2 separate regions of the Sus scrofa genome follow, and region 1 is linked to region 2. Evidence: chromatin contacts called from public HiChIP or PLAC-seq data. All regions are on one chromosome and are shown on one strand. The core of a region is the stretch at or near the end of the contact, and the rest is flanking DNA. Distances in the headings are between cores, read along the strand shown. Region 1 holds the start of CHMP1B (charged multivesicular body protein 1b). Region 2 holds the start of MPPE1 (metallophosphoesterase 1).

Region 1 (6,285 bases), core at 3,007-5,506, 35 kb before region 2:
GGCTGGGGCATTATTTCTGTGAAGAAGGCATGAAGGATTCCTCGTACCTCGTACCTTGTACCTGCTCCTGGATGGGGCCGAGGACGAACTCGCTTTGCTTTGACTCTGCTAAGATGTGCACAGTGATTAGACAGTCTTATAAAATCAACAAGACTAAACAGATCATTTTTCCAAAAAAAGGATATGTTTTATTATCCTCAGTGGGCCATGTTTAAGGACATCTCACATCCCTCTGAAATAAGAAACAGCATGAGGGGAGCAGAGGGAGGCCCATTCCTAACTTCAGCTCTTCTCTGACCCATAGTGTGAGCTGAGCCACAAGGCAGGAAGTCTCTGCATCAGGAAGGCCTCAGTTTACCCTGTCCCTCGCAAGCTCCTGCCTGAGGACGGCTTCCTCATCAGGACCTGAGGAGGTGGCGGGACCAGTGGGGACAGTGCTGTCACAGGCATGTGATGGGAGGGTCACCAGCTGTTTCCCAGGTGGATACAATCTGTGCTATTTCCCGACTTTATTTCAAGTAAAAGCCAGTGAAGAGTTTGCTGTTGAAGTTCCCGTTGAGGCTCAGCAGTCTAAGAACCTGACTAGTAGCCATGAGGACACAAGTTCAATCCCTGGCCTCACTCAGCGGGTTAAGGATCTGGCGATGCCGTGAGCTGTGGTGTAGGCCGGCAGCTGCAGCTCGGATTCCACTCCTAGTCTGGGAGCCACAGGTGTGGCTGTAAAAAAGAAAAAAAAAATCCTACCTTGTTTAGACCACAGGTGTTCACTGTCTCAGAGAAACTGCACACTACCACAGTAATGACACAAGTGTCCAGGTGGGAAGAAGTGTCCTGCTTTGTGACAGGGTTTTTTACATTCTGAATAGAAGTTTTAAATTACTTGTAGTAGGATTCATTAAGTTATAGCTGAGTTCTCATCCTGTTTTGCTCCCTAACTAAAGATAGCAGCTTACACGAACAAAACCTTCGTTTTGGCACCGAAGCTTAATTGCAGCTCCTCCTTGAACAAAATGAATTGCCTTGCTCAGCCTTGCGTGGGCCCTAACAGCAGAGAACAGCTTCCTTTACATGGACAGAGTGGGTTCAACGAGCCCGAAGAGGACTCAGAGTGGTTCCCAGAACATGAGGCCACTAGCTCAGGTCCTCTCTGATCTGTGGCTGTGGCTACTTTAAATCACTTGACCTACTTAAGCTTAATTTAACTGTGACAAGATGCTACTTAAAAGCTGTGTCTCGTGGCAGGTCAGGCACAGCATCAAGATAGGCTGTGAATCGTCCCAGGAGCAGCAGTAAGGAGCACAGGGCTGTGTCCCCACCCCGCCCCAGACACTCTTACACAGAGGGAGCTGGCTGAGGAGGACAGAGAGGGCTGTGGCGCACAGCGGACTGACTGCCAAGGGCACATGGTAACTGTTTTTCACTTGTGGCTTGTAAGCTGAATGTTCAAGTTTAAGGGGGAAAAACTGGTGTGAGAACCGCCAGCCGCCTGGAGAGCAGTCCCCTTTGCAGCCTGGCCAGCGTGAGTCCTATCCGTCTCCTCCAGATGCGTGATCATGAAGTCCCTTCCACCTTCCAGTCCACAGGATGACTTGTTTCCCACCAGGCAGCTGCTAAAGATCCGGCATCAGTGTGTATGTGGGGAATCAGCTTTTCTTAAGAAGGGCAAAGTGGCGTATTAGAGATTCCCAGTGAAGAAGGGGAAGGGAGATTGGGGACAGGGGGACAGGCACGTTTCACAGACCAGGAAATACCCCTGGTCTTTGTTTTCCTGCCATAGCTCTGTAGTCTCTGCTTATACTGGTCTTTCCCTTGAGGCAGGGACCCCGCGGAAGGAGTAGATTTCCTTCCTACAGACTGTTTTGTAAACGGAGGAGAAATGTTGAAACGGACACAGGCACCATTTCGGCTGAATCTGCTCTGCAGACTCCACATGAGACTTGACAGCACCCATCACAGATTGCCAAGGAAAAGGCCATTTAAACCACACATTTTTTCCTCTTAGTAACTGACAATGAATCTCTACAGAGTGTTTCAGGGATTTTTTTTTTAAGGAATTCTGCAGTGTACACCCTTTTGGTCTGTTTCTTTTGTTCTCATTAAGTTTTTAGGATGTATTTGTGCTTTGAGGACAGTTGTAGCTGCTTGTTTCCATTACTATATAGTATTCGATTGTTAAAAATATATATGCCACAATTTATTTTTCTGTTTTGTCCACGGACAGTTGGGTTGTGCCCAGGTTTAGGCTAAGACATATCCTTTTGTACCTGGTGCACACGTGCAAGCCTTTCTCTAAGCGGATAAGAGGAGGTGGAACTGGTGCTGGTAAGGGATGCACATTTTACTTTATTAGGTAAAAAGATTGTATCTGCTGATACTCCCACCAGCAGTGAGTAAGCGTCCCCATGGCTTCAGGTCTTGGCCAAACACACTATTTTGAGACTTTACATGAATTATTTTAATTCAGAGGTTTTTTTGTTTTGTTTTTGTTGTTGTTGTTGTTTTTAATGCAATGGTTTTGAGCAGCCTCCCCCAGTGGCAAGAACTGATGAAGGCACTTCTGTTAGCTGCTAGGTCTTCCCCTTCTAGTTTTACAAACAGGAAACTGAGGCCTAAGGAAGTGAGGTGATCTACACTGGGTCGTACAAGTAATCACACAGCTTTGCCAGCAGGACTGGTGCCCAGTCAGTACCACACTCGGGCTGCCCCCTCCTGCTTTCATGTTGCTTCCTTTGTTGGGAAAGTCCAAAATCTGCCATTGCTGTTTTCTGAATCAGATGGCTCTTTATTGCAGAGAGAACTGGGAAGGAGTGGGGAGGCCCCCTCCCCCCCGTGGACGTCTGGGCACTGGGAACATTGATTGACTCGGCACCTCGCGTGGTCCATAGTATAACAGGCACCCAAGGCCCCAGTGCCAGGAGGCCTGCCCAGTGTGCTGTGAGGAGGTGCAGTGTGCAGGGAGGCAGAGGGGTCCTGGAGAAGGCAGCTTTGAGGGGGGATCTCAACAGGCAGAGACAAGGTTGGGGGGAGAGGGGAGGGGGAAGCCCAGGCGGCAAGGACCATCCCATCTCGTCCACACCCACCGACCCACTGACACAAATGGCGCTTCATTCTGGCTTGATTGGGAGGGTGGGGACTGTGTGCGCTGTGTGCCTTGCTGCTCAGGTTTTGGAGCAAGAGTGTGACATAACCAGAGCTGAGCATTAGGAAAATGCATGGGACCACAGCACCCTTGGCAGACATCACAGGAGGCCCCCAGGGATACTGAGACTCCGGATTAAAACTGTCTCAGACAGAATGACTCAGAATTCACCTGCCACTTGGCTCCTTAGGGTAGGTTGGGCCTTTATAGGTTGTTATTGTGGAGGTGATGGTGGGGGAATCTTTCTAAAAGAAAAGAGCCACACCACATGTCACTGCCATCTGAAAGCCTGCACTTCTGAAGGGTGATGGTTCTGATCTATACCAGTGGGTATGGGTTCCAGTACTTCACCATCCTCTGCCTGCATAAATTTAAAATGACAATTTGGCCTGTCAAAGTGAAATGTGAGTGACGTGTCTTGGATATTTATAAAATATCAAATAGGTAGAATCATGTCAGCAAAAGCTGGATCTTTTATTATTAAACCTCAGAAGGATTCTGGGATGGTAGTTGCTGGTAACTCGCCTACAGACTGACCTTCAGCCATGTCCTAGGTGAGGTGGTCCAAGGCCTGGAAGGTGTTATCACCCACCGCAGTAAAAGGATGTCACAGGTTGCAGCCAGATTGTCCTCCAACACCAGGATGCGGGTCAGTGCTACAGCTTTCGTTGTTTTGTACTTTTAACTGGTAACGGCCCACGTTCCCCTGAGGAATTGGAGGTTGCAGGAGCAGATGGAAAAGGCTGTGGTCTGCCTACTCGAGATAGCTTCCTGATTTCCAGCCTGGCCGGACACTGAGGCCACCAGATTTGAACATTTTTTACGTGCAGGTCCGGACAGCCCTGTCCATGCCTAAGAAAGCATATGGACACGCATTTCTATGAATTTACTTTAGTGCTTTTAACAACTGTGGGGGGCAGACAACACGCAACGCTCTCTGAACCTCAGCATCCGGCCAGGGGGACCCAGGTCTGAGCGGTCCGGGCCCGGGAGCCCCGCCCCCGGCCCGGGAGCTCCGCCTCGGACCTCGCGTCCCGCGAGCCCCGCCCCTAGCCCGTGCGTCGTGCGTCCCCCGAGCCGGGGAGCCCCGCCCTGGCCCCACCCCCGGCCTGAGCGCCCAGGGCGCGCCCAGCGATGACGTCACCGCCGGCGCCGCGCTCGGCAGAAGCAGGAAGTGCGACCAAAACAAAGGAGCGGCGGCTAGGAGCGGACTCCCTCCTTTTGCCTCCTGCTGCGTCCACCTAGCCCTGGCAGCGGACCCCAAGGAGCCGTCCGACCATGTCCAACATGGAGAAACACCTGTTCAACTTGAAGTTCGCGGCCAAAGAACTGGGCAGGAGTGCCAAGAAATGCGACAAGGAGGAAAAGGCCGAAAAGGCCAAGATTAAAAAGGCCATTCAGAAGGGCAACATGGAAGTTGCGAGGATACACGCCGAGAACGCGATTCGCCAGAAGAACCAGGCGGTGAATTTCCTGAGAATGAGTGCGCGGGTGGACGCGGTGGCTGCCAGGGTCCAGACCGCCGTGACGATGGGCAAGGTGACCAAGTCGATGGCCGGTGTGGTTAAATCGATGGACGCGACGTTGAAGACCATGAATCTCGAGAAGATCTCCGCCCTGATGGACAAGTTCGAACACCAGTTCGAGACTCTGGACGTGCAGACCCAGCAGATGGAGGACACGATGAGCAGCACGACGACGCTGACCACTCCCCAGGGCCAGGTGGATATGCTGCTGCAGGAAATGGCAGACGAGGCCGGCCTCGACCTCAACATGGAGCTGCCGCAGGGCCAGACCGGCTCCGTGGGCACGAGCGTGGCCTCGGCGGAGCAGGACGAACTGTCCCAGAGGCTGGCCCGCCTCCGGGACCAGGTGTAACCGCCGAACCCGCACAGAGGTGTCCTGGCCACAGCCGCCTTCGGAAGACGGTTGCCCCACACTAGGAAGTCGGACCTCGCCCCAATGCCGAAATGCTCTTTACTTAAGATGCTTCTACCTTTGGGTTTACAAAGCTCTCCAGATACATTAAGTTACAGGCTTTTCTCCACTCTTAACTGGATTTCGAAGTTCTCGTGATGTGTATTTTTATAGCTGTCTCTTAACAGAACTAGTTAATTTGTCGGATATGACTCTTCCCCCAAAATTTGGTCAAAGCTCTAATTCCCGGGTATTCACTTTTCTGCCCGAATTATAAGAATTGAAGGTTTTCTTAATGTTCTGTAATTAGAGTTGTAATTAGAGTTAATTTTCTGTATCTAGAGTTGACAAGTGGTGATTACTTGGATTGATTACAGGGCTATTAATCCCTCATTCAGAGACTTACTTAATGGACAATGCTATTCTGTGTATCCTTTGTTTTTCACCATCAAACCCGGACAGCAGTTGACTATTAATCTGTTCTCGTAACTTAACACTAAAATTACTTTAGGACTTTCTGGCATAATACTCTTACTGTTTACGTTCTATAAATGTGTTTGTGTGGAAGTTGTCTTTTTATAAGTGGAAAAAAATGCCACGTAACTTCCATTTATTATGAGAGAAAATTGTTCATTTATGGTTTGGGATTTACAAAGTTTAACATGCGACAGTTTTTTCCAAATGAACTTCTCTCACACAATTCTAATTATCCTCCTATTTCAACACTTTAATTAGATATCTTTTAAAGTATGTGAATTAGCATGACAGTCCTATTACTCTAACATTGCCAAAGAACTGTTGGTTGGTTTGGGAAAGCCCTGGGACTGTGTGTTTCTAGGTTTTGTTTTTATTTTAATCAAAAATAGAAATAAAATTAGCACTGCATTTTAGGTTCTAATTATTTGCATTTATTATTTTGTCTTAAAACAACAACTCTTTAAAATCTTGGGAGTATCAATTGGAATGTTTTACTTAGCCATGAGAATCACTTAAATATACATGCAGCTGTCTGGGAATCTAGGAAGGAGAGGTAGTAGGGTTGGACCGAAGGCTTGACCCTCTCAGGCTGAAGCCCAGCTGTGCTGCCTTCCATCTTTCAGGAAAGGGGGTGTGTAAAGTAAAAGTGAAATAAAGCCTGCAGCCACCGATTTTTCAGATCCTCAAAACATGGAGAACGAAGACTTAACTTTTGCCTAGTATATTATGCAAGCATATTGATCTAGGTTAAA
Region 2 (6,051 bases), core at 2,646-5,145:
GTAACTTTGTAACTATGTGAAGCAAGATATGTTAATTAGGAGTTCCCGTCGTGGTGCAGTGGTTAACGAATCCAACTAGGAACCATGAGGTTGCGGGTTCGATCCCTGGCCTTGCTCAGTGGGTTAAGGATCTAGCGTTGCCGTGAGCTGTGATGTAGGTCGCAGACGTGGCTCGGATCTTGCATTGCTGTGGCTCTGGCGTAGGCCGGCGGCTACAGCTCCGATTTGACCCCTAGCCTGGGAACCTCCATATGCCGCTGGAGCAACCAAGAAATGGCAAAAAGACAAAAAAAAAAAAAAAAAAAAAGATATGTTAATTAGCTTACTTGTAACCATGTCACAATGTACACGTATATCAAAGCATCATCTTACACATTTTCAATATACAATTCTTTTTTTTTTTTTTTTGCTTTTTAAGGCCACACCCACAGCATATGGAGGTTCCCAGGCTAGGGGTCCAATCAGAGCTGCAGCTGCTACTGTACACCACGGCCACAGCAACGCCAGATGTGAGCTGCGTCTTTGATCCACACCACAGCTCATGGCAACTCCAGATCCTTAACCCACTGAGCGAGGCCAGGGATCGAACCCACAACCTCACGGTTCCTAGTTGGATTTGTTTCTGCTGCACCACAACAGGAACTCCAATATATAAAACTTTATTCATTGATTATACCTCAACATCTCTGGGGAAAAAATTCTAATTTAAGAATTAAAATTCAATTGAAAATGAGCCAAAGCCCTTAACAGACACCTCCTCAAACAAGCATATCAGCAAAGAAGCGCATGACAGGATGGTCCACATCACTGTCATCAGGAAAACGGAAATTAAAACAAGATAATCTGCACACCTGTTAGAAGAGCCAAAATCCAGACACTAACACCACCAAAGGCAGGTGAGGATGTGGAGCAACAGGAACTCTCATACGTGGCTGGTGGGAATGCAAAATGGAGCAGTTATTTTGGAAGACAGTTTGGAGGCTTCTTGCAAAACTAAGTATACTCCTTCCATACAATCCAGCAGTACGGTTCCTTGGCATTTACCCAAAGGAGCTGAAAATTTACATCTACCCAAAAACCTGCACACAACCCTGTGATAAACCATAATGCAAAAGAATATATATAACTGAGTCATTTTGCTGTACAGCAGAAATTAACACATTGTAAATCAACTATACGCTGTCAATGAATTTTAAAAAAAACCTGCACACAGATGTTTATAGCAGCTTGATTCATAATTGCCAAAACGTGAAAGCAACCAAGATGTCCTTTGGTAGGTGAATGGATAAACTGTAGGTCCTCCTGACAGTGGAATATTACTTAGCACTAAAAGGAAATGCGCTATCAAGCCATGAAGAGACATGAGAAGAACCTTAAATGCATAGTATTAGTGAAAGAAGCCAGTCTGAAAGGCTAAATACTGTGAACCTTTTTTAATGTTATGAATTCTATATTCTGGAAAAGGTAAAAAGATGAGTGGTTGTTAGAGGTTGGGGAGGAGAGGTCGGATGACCAGGAGGAGCACAGGAGGTTTTGAGGGCAGTGAAAATACTCTGTATGATACTATGACGAGTGGAGAGCATCATTACACAGGGTTAGAACCCCTGCCCCAAACATAAACACCAGGAGTGCACCTAAAATATAAACTATGGACTTTGGGTGATTATTATGCATCAACACAGGGTCATCAAGTGTAACATCGCCTGGTGGAGGATGTTGATGGGGGGGGCGCTGTGCTCTGTGGGTGCAAGGGTTATGTGGGAAATCTTTGAAATTCATGCTGTTTTGCTGTGAACCTAAAACTGCTCTTAAAAAATAGTATTTTTTGTATTGTAGGTCACAGATGCAGCTTGGATCCCACGTTGCTGTGGTTGTGGTGTAGGCCAGCAGCAACAGCTCCAATTAGACCCCTAGCCTGGGAGCCTCCATATTCTGCGGGTGCGGCCCTAAAAAAAGACAAAAAGACAAAAAAAAAATATGGTATTTTAAAAATTGGCAAGATGTGAAGTTTTAAGCATAGTTGACCACAATTTTTAAAAATGTTTTAAATGTAAAGTAATGAAATTCTGACACAGACTAGAGTTTGGATGAACGTGGACATTATGCTAAATAAGCCAGACACAGAAGGACAAACACTATACAATTCCACATATATGAGAGACCTAGGATAGCAAATCCATAGGTACAGAAGTAGGACTATGGACACCCAGGCCTGGGGGGTTGAGGGGTTGAGAGGCAGAATTATTATTATTATTATTTTGCTTTTTAGGGCCTCACCCACCACATATTGAAGTTCCTAGGCTAGGGGTCCAATTGGAGCTGTAGCCGCCAGCCTACACCACAGCCACAGCAACATGGGATCCAAGCCATGTCTGCGACCTATATCACAGCTCAGGGCAATGCCAGATCCTTAACCCACTGAGCAAGGCCAGGGATGGAATCTGCATCCTCATGGATACTAGTTAGATTCATTTCCCCTGAGCCATGACGGGAACTCCAGAATTATTATTTAATGGATATGGAGTTTCAGTTTGGAAAGAGGAAAAAGTTCTGCAAATGGTGGTGCAGGCTGCAGAACAATGTGAATGCACTGAATGCCACTGAACTGTACACTTTAAAATGGTAAATTTCATGTTAAGAAGGTTTGGCCCTTTTTTTTTTAATGAAGAAACACCAACATATGCACAGAGAAGACTCTATAAGCTAACAATGTCCTATAGGAAGGGCTTACTTTTAGATTTAAATACACTTTTCTTATATTTAAATAAAAAAGGAAGGGCGTTCCCTGATGTCTAGCAGTTAGGACTTGATGCTCTAACCCCTGCAGCCCAGGGACCTCAGATCCCCAGCAAACTATCGCTTGCAGCAGCCAAAAAAGAAAGAAGTCTCCAGAGCCTGGAATTAAGAGGTTATCAGAGTCATTTTCTCACCTTTTAAAAAATGCAACCTGTAGATGAGCCGGTATGAAGGCTCTAAATTGGCTTGCTCCCCCAAATCAGAGTGCCTTTAGCTGAAATAAAACAGAAAACGTGCTCTGTGGCTGAATAATCTTTCATTCTGTCTACTTACTATCTCATCCTAGAGGGCAAGCAGAGAAGGAAGGACCTTGAGCAACTCCAACGTAAAGAAGGAGGCAGAGAACCACAAAGTAAAAAGAGCCGACATTATGTTCTTTGTCAAGAACTGCTCTTTTATAATATAAATATTTACATAGAAAACACTTAAATGACAGAGAACTGTCCAACACGTGAGACCGTAGCTGCAGTCCACCACTGGGAGCAAAATATTTCCTCCACTGACTGATTTTTAACTTCAAAGCTATCAATGAACATCTAAAATTCTTGCCCTCCATGTTAAATTCATTATTACCACAATGTCCTCAATAGCTGTTTGCATATTAAAGTTTTCCACCTTAAACTTTAAACTACATCAGTAAACTAGGAAGGGAAAGGCCCCGGTGATTTAATACACAGGCCTCAGGTCACCGTAATGTTGCAGCATATATGTATAATTTGCAGCACACGGAGCTTCCAACAGTAAACGTATGCGCCCACACTAGGCTGCAGCAGCAGGGCCGAGAAGAGGTCCAAGAAAAGCAGCAACACCTGCACCCGGCGGACGCAGGCCGTAGACACGGCTTGGGCGGCCGGATCCCACCTACCGCCGGGCTCGGGGCGCCGGGTCCCACGGCGAGAGAGCAGGCGGCGGGATCTCTGTGCTCGCCCGCACGGACCCGCGCCCGCACCTGCGCCTCAACTGCACCCCAAGGCCTCCCAAACTTCCCAGCAGACAGACCCTCCGCTCGGCGCGCGTCCGGTTCGCGGCACGCACGTGGGACTGGGCGGAGCAATGGGCAGAGCATGGGGCGGGGCGGGGTAACGCGGTAGAGCGGGGTGCGGGGAGGGGAAGGGGCGGGGCGACGAACAGTGCCTAGGAGGGGGATGGGGCGGGGCGATGGGCGGGGCAGGGCGATGGACTTGACGCCGGGCGGGGCGAGGCGGAGCATGGGGCGGAGCGGGGCGGAGCATGGGGCGGGGCGTCATTGGGCGCGGGGGCAGGGAGATGGGCGAGGCCAGAAGCTGGCCTCCGGGGCCAGCGATTGGCCAGGAGCCGAGACAAGGGGCACATGCCCAGGGTTGTTGTGCGGCTGCGCACTCTCTGGGCCCGCTGGCCTCGGGTTGCTTTCATCCTCGTCTGTAGGGACACGTACAGCGCCTTCAAAAGAAAAAAAAATATGATAGAAATGAACTTATACACAAAACAGAAATAGACCCACAGACATAGAAAACATGGTCACCAAAGTGAAAGGGAGGGGAGAGATAAATTAGGAGTTTGGAATTAACACATACACACTGCTACATATAAAATAGATAAACAAGGACCTGCCGTATATAGTCAATATTTTCTAATAATTTATATGGGAAAAGAATCCCAAAAAGAATATGTATGTATAACTGAATCACTTTGCTGTACACCTAAAAGTAACACAACATTGTAAGTCAACTATTTTTCAGCTTAAAAAGAGACAAGTGTGGAATAAATAAGATCACAGTGACTGGGGTTTTATTTAATTTTTTTATAACAGTGTTGCATGAGATGTTCCATTTTTCAATATACTTTCACGTTATTACTTCAAGTAATCCTCAAATTAATACTGTAAATAAATTAGCAGTAAGAATCGCCATGTTAAAAAAGTAAGGGAGATCCCGTTGTGGCGCAGTGGAAACGAATCCGGCTAGGACCATGAGGTTGCGGGTTCCATCCCTGGCCTCACTCAGTGGGTCAAGGATCTGGTGTTGCTGTGAGCTGTGGTAGGTCGCAGACAGGGCTAGGATCCCACGTTGCTGTGGCTGTGGTGTAGGCTGGTAGCTATAGCTCTGATTTGACCCCTAGCCTGGGAACATCCATATGCTGCAGGTACAGCCCTACAAAAGCCAAAAAAAAAAAAAAAAAAAAGTAAACCGAAGCTCTGACTAGCAATTCACAAAATCTTCTCTACAACCAATTCCGGTCTGTTTTTCAAATCTATGAGTACGGTGACTGTACTGAGATGTAAAACGAGAAATCAGGTAGAAAGCAATCAGCAAAGTGCCTGGGACATGTAAGTAAGCAGTAAATGGTAATTATTATTATTAAGAATATTGTAATAATTCCAAACACACCCAGATGAACAATTTTAACATGACCCAAACTGGCACAACCAGACTCTATAAACAATGAAGTGATAGAATAGGAGGTAAGCGTCACCACACTTCACAGAGAAAGAAAAGGAAAAAAGGAAATCTGGTTGAGCCTAGAACAACAAGCTTAAGGAAATACAGGGACCAAATGAACATGTTATGTTTCACCACCAGGAAGCAATCTGATGGGAGAGTCTACAGCCAAAAAGACCTAATTTCTTTATTGAACAAATAAGCAGCATCACAAAAAAGGGGGGAAGGAGGACAGGAAGGGGGGTCTGTTGTTCCATAGCAGGCTTGAAAGGCACATCAACCAAATGCAGTTTGTGGGCTTGGACTTGGTCATAATTGGGACAAACTAGCTTTTTTTAGGAAAAAAAATCATTTTTGAAAAGATTGGGAAACTTGGACATGGATTGGATGTCAGATGATAAAGAAGTATTGGTAATTTTGCTATAATACTATTGTGGTTCTATTTTTTAGGATTAGAAAAACATATTAAAGTATTTACAGATAAATTATATGATTTCTGGAATTTTCAGAAAGAAAATTTTAAAGTAGGGACATGGGAGAAAAAACAATATGGCAAAATGTTGCTAAAGCCAAAGCAAGGAGATGGGTGTATGGCACCGAAGCTGGCAGAATAATGGCCCCCAGAAGATGTCCACAGCCTCATCTCCAGACTTGTGAACAGGTTTCCTTATCTGGCAAAAGTGACTTTGCATGCATGATGATGATTAAGGACCTTGATATGGGGTCAATATCCTGGATTATCCCAGTGGATCCAATCCAATCACTTGCGTCCTTACAAGTGGAGACGCTTTCCCAGCTCTCTCAGAGGCAGAGTAAGGATGTCCAATCCATTCAGACT

What was found. HiChIP or PLAC-seq counts read pairs in DNA pulled down with a chosen protein or histone mark.
Region 1: a contact with region 2 is called in an H3K27ac HiChIP or PLAC-seq map of alveolar macrophages. The contact joins the promoter of CHMP1B here to the promoter of MPPE1 in region 2. A contact is called at or near these places in 6 of 47 Hi-C or Micro-C datasets (blood, heart right ventricle, liver and 1 more) and 1 of 2 datasets of contacts at active chromatin or transcription factors (alveolar macrophages).

Annotation. Positions count from the first base shown.
Region 1 is chr6:97,357,584-97,363,868 of Sscrofa11.1, reverse strand. It overlaps CHMP1B (charged multivesicular body protein 1b), which reads left to right and starts at 4,256. Exons shown (of 1, transcript XM_005674542.3): 1 at 4,256-6,285. The coding sequence starts at 4,418. The coding sequence ends at 5,017. All of the region lies in intron 5 of GNAL (guanine nucleotide-binding protein G(olf) subunit alpha), which reads left to right.
Region 2 is chr6:97,322,496-97,328,546 of Sscrofa11.1, reverse strand. MPPE1 (metallophosphoesterase 1) reads right to left here and starts at 3,895. Exons shown (of 10, transcript XM_013988815.2): 1 at 3,662-3,895. The coding sequence starts at 3,862.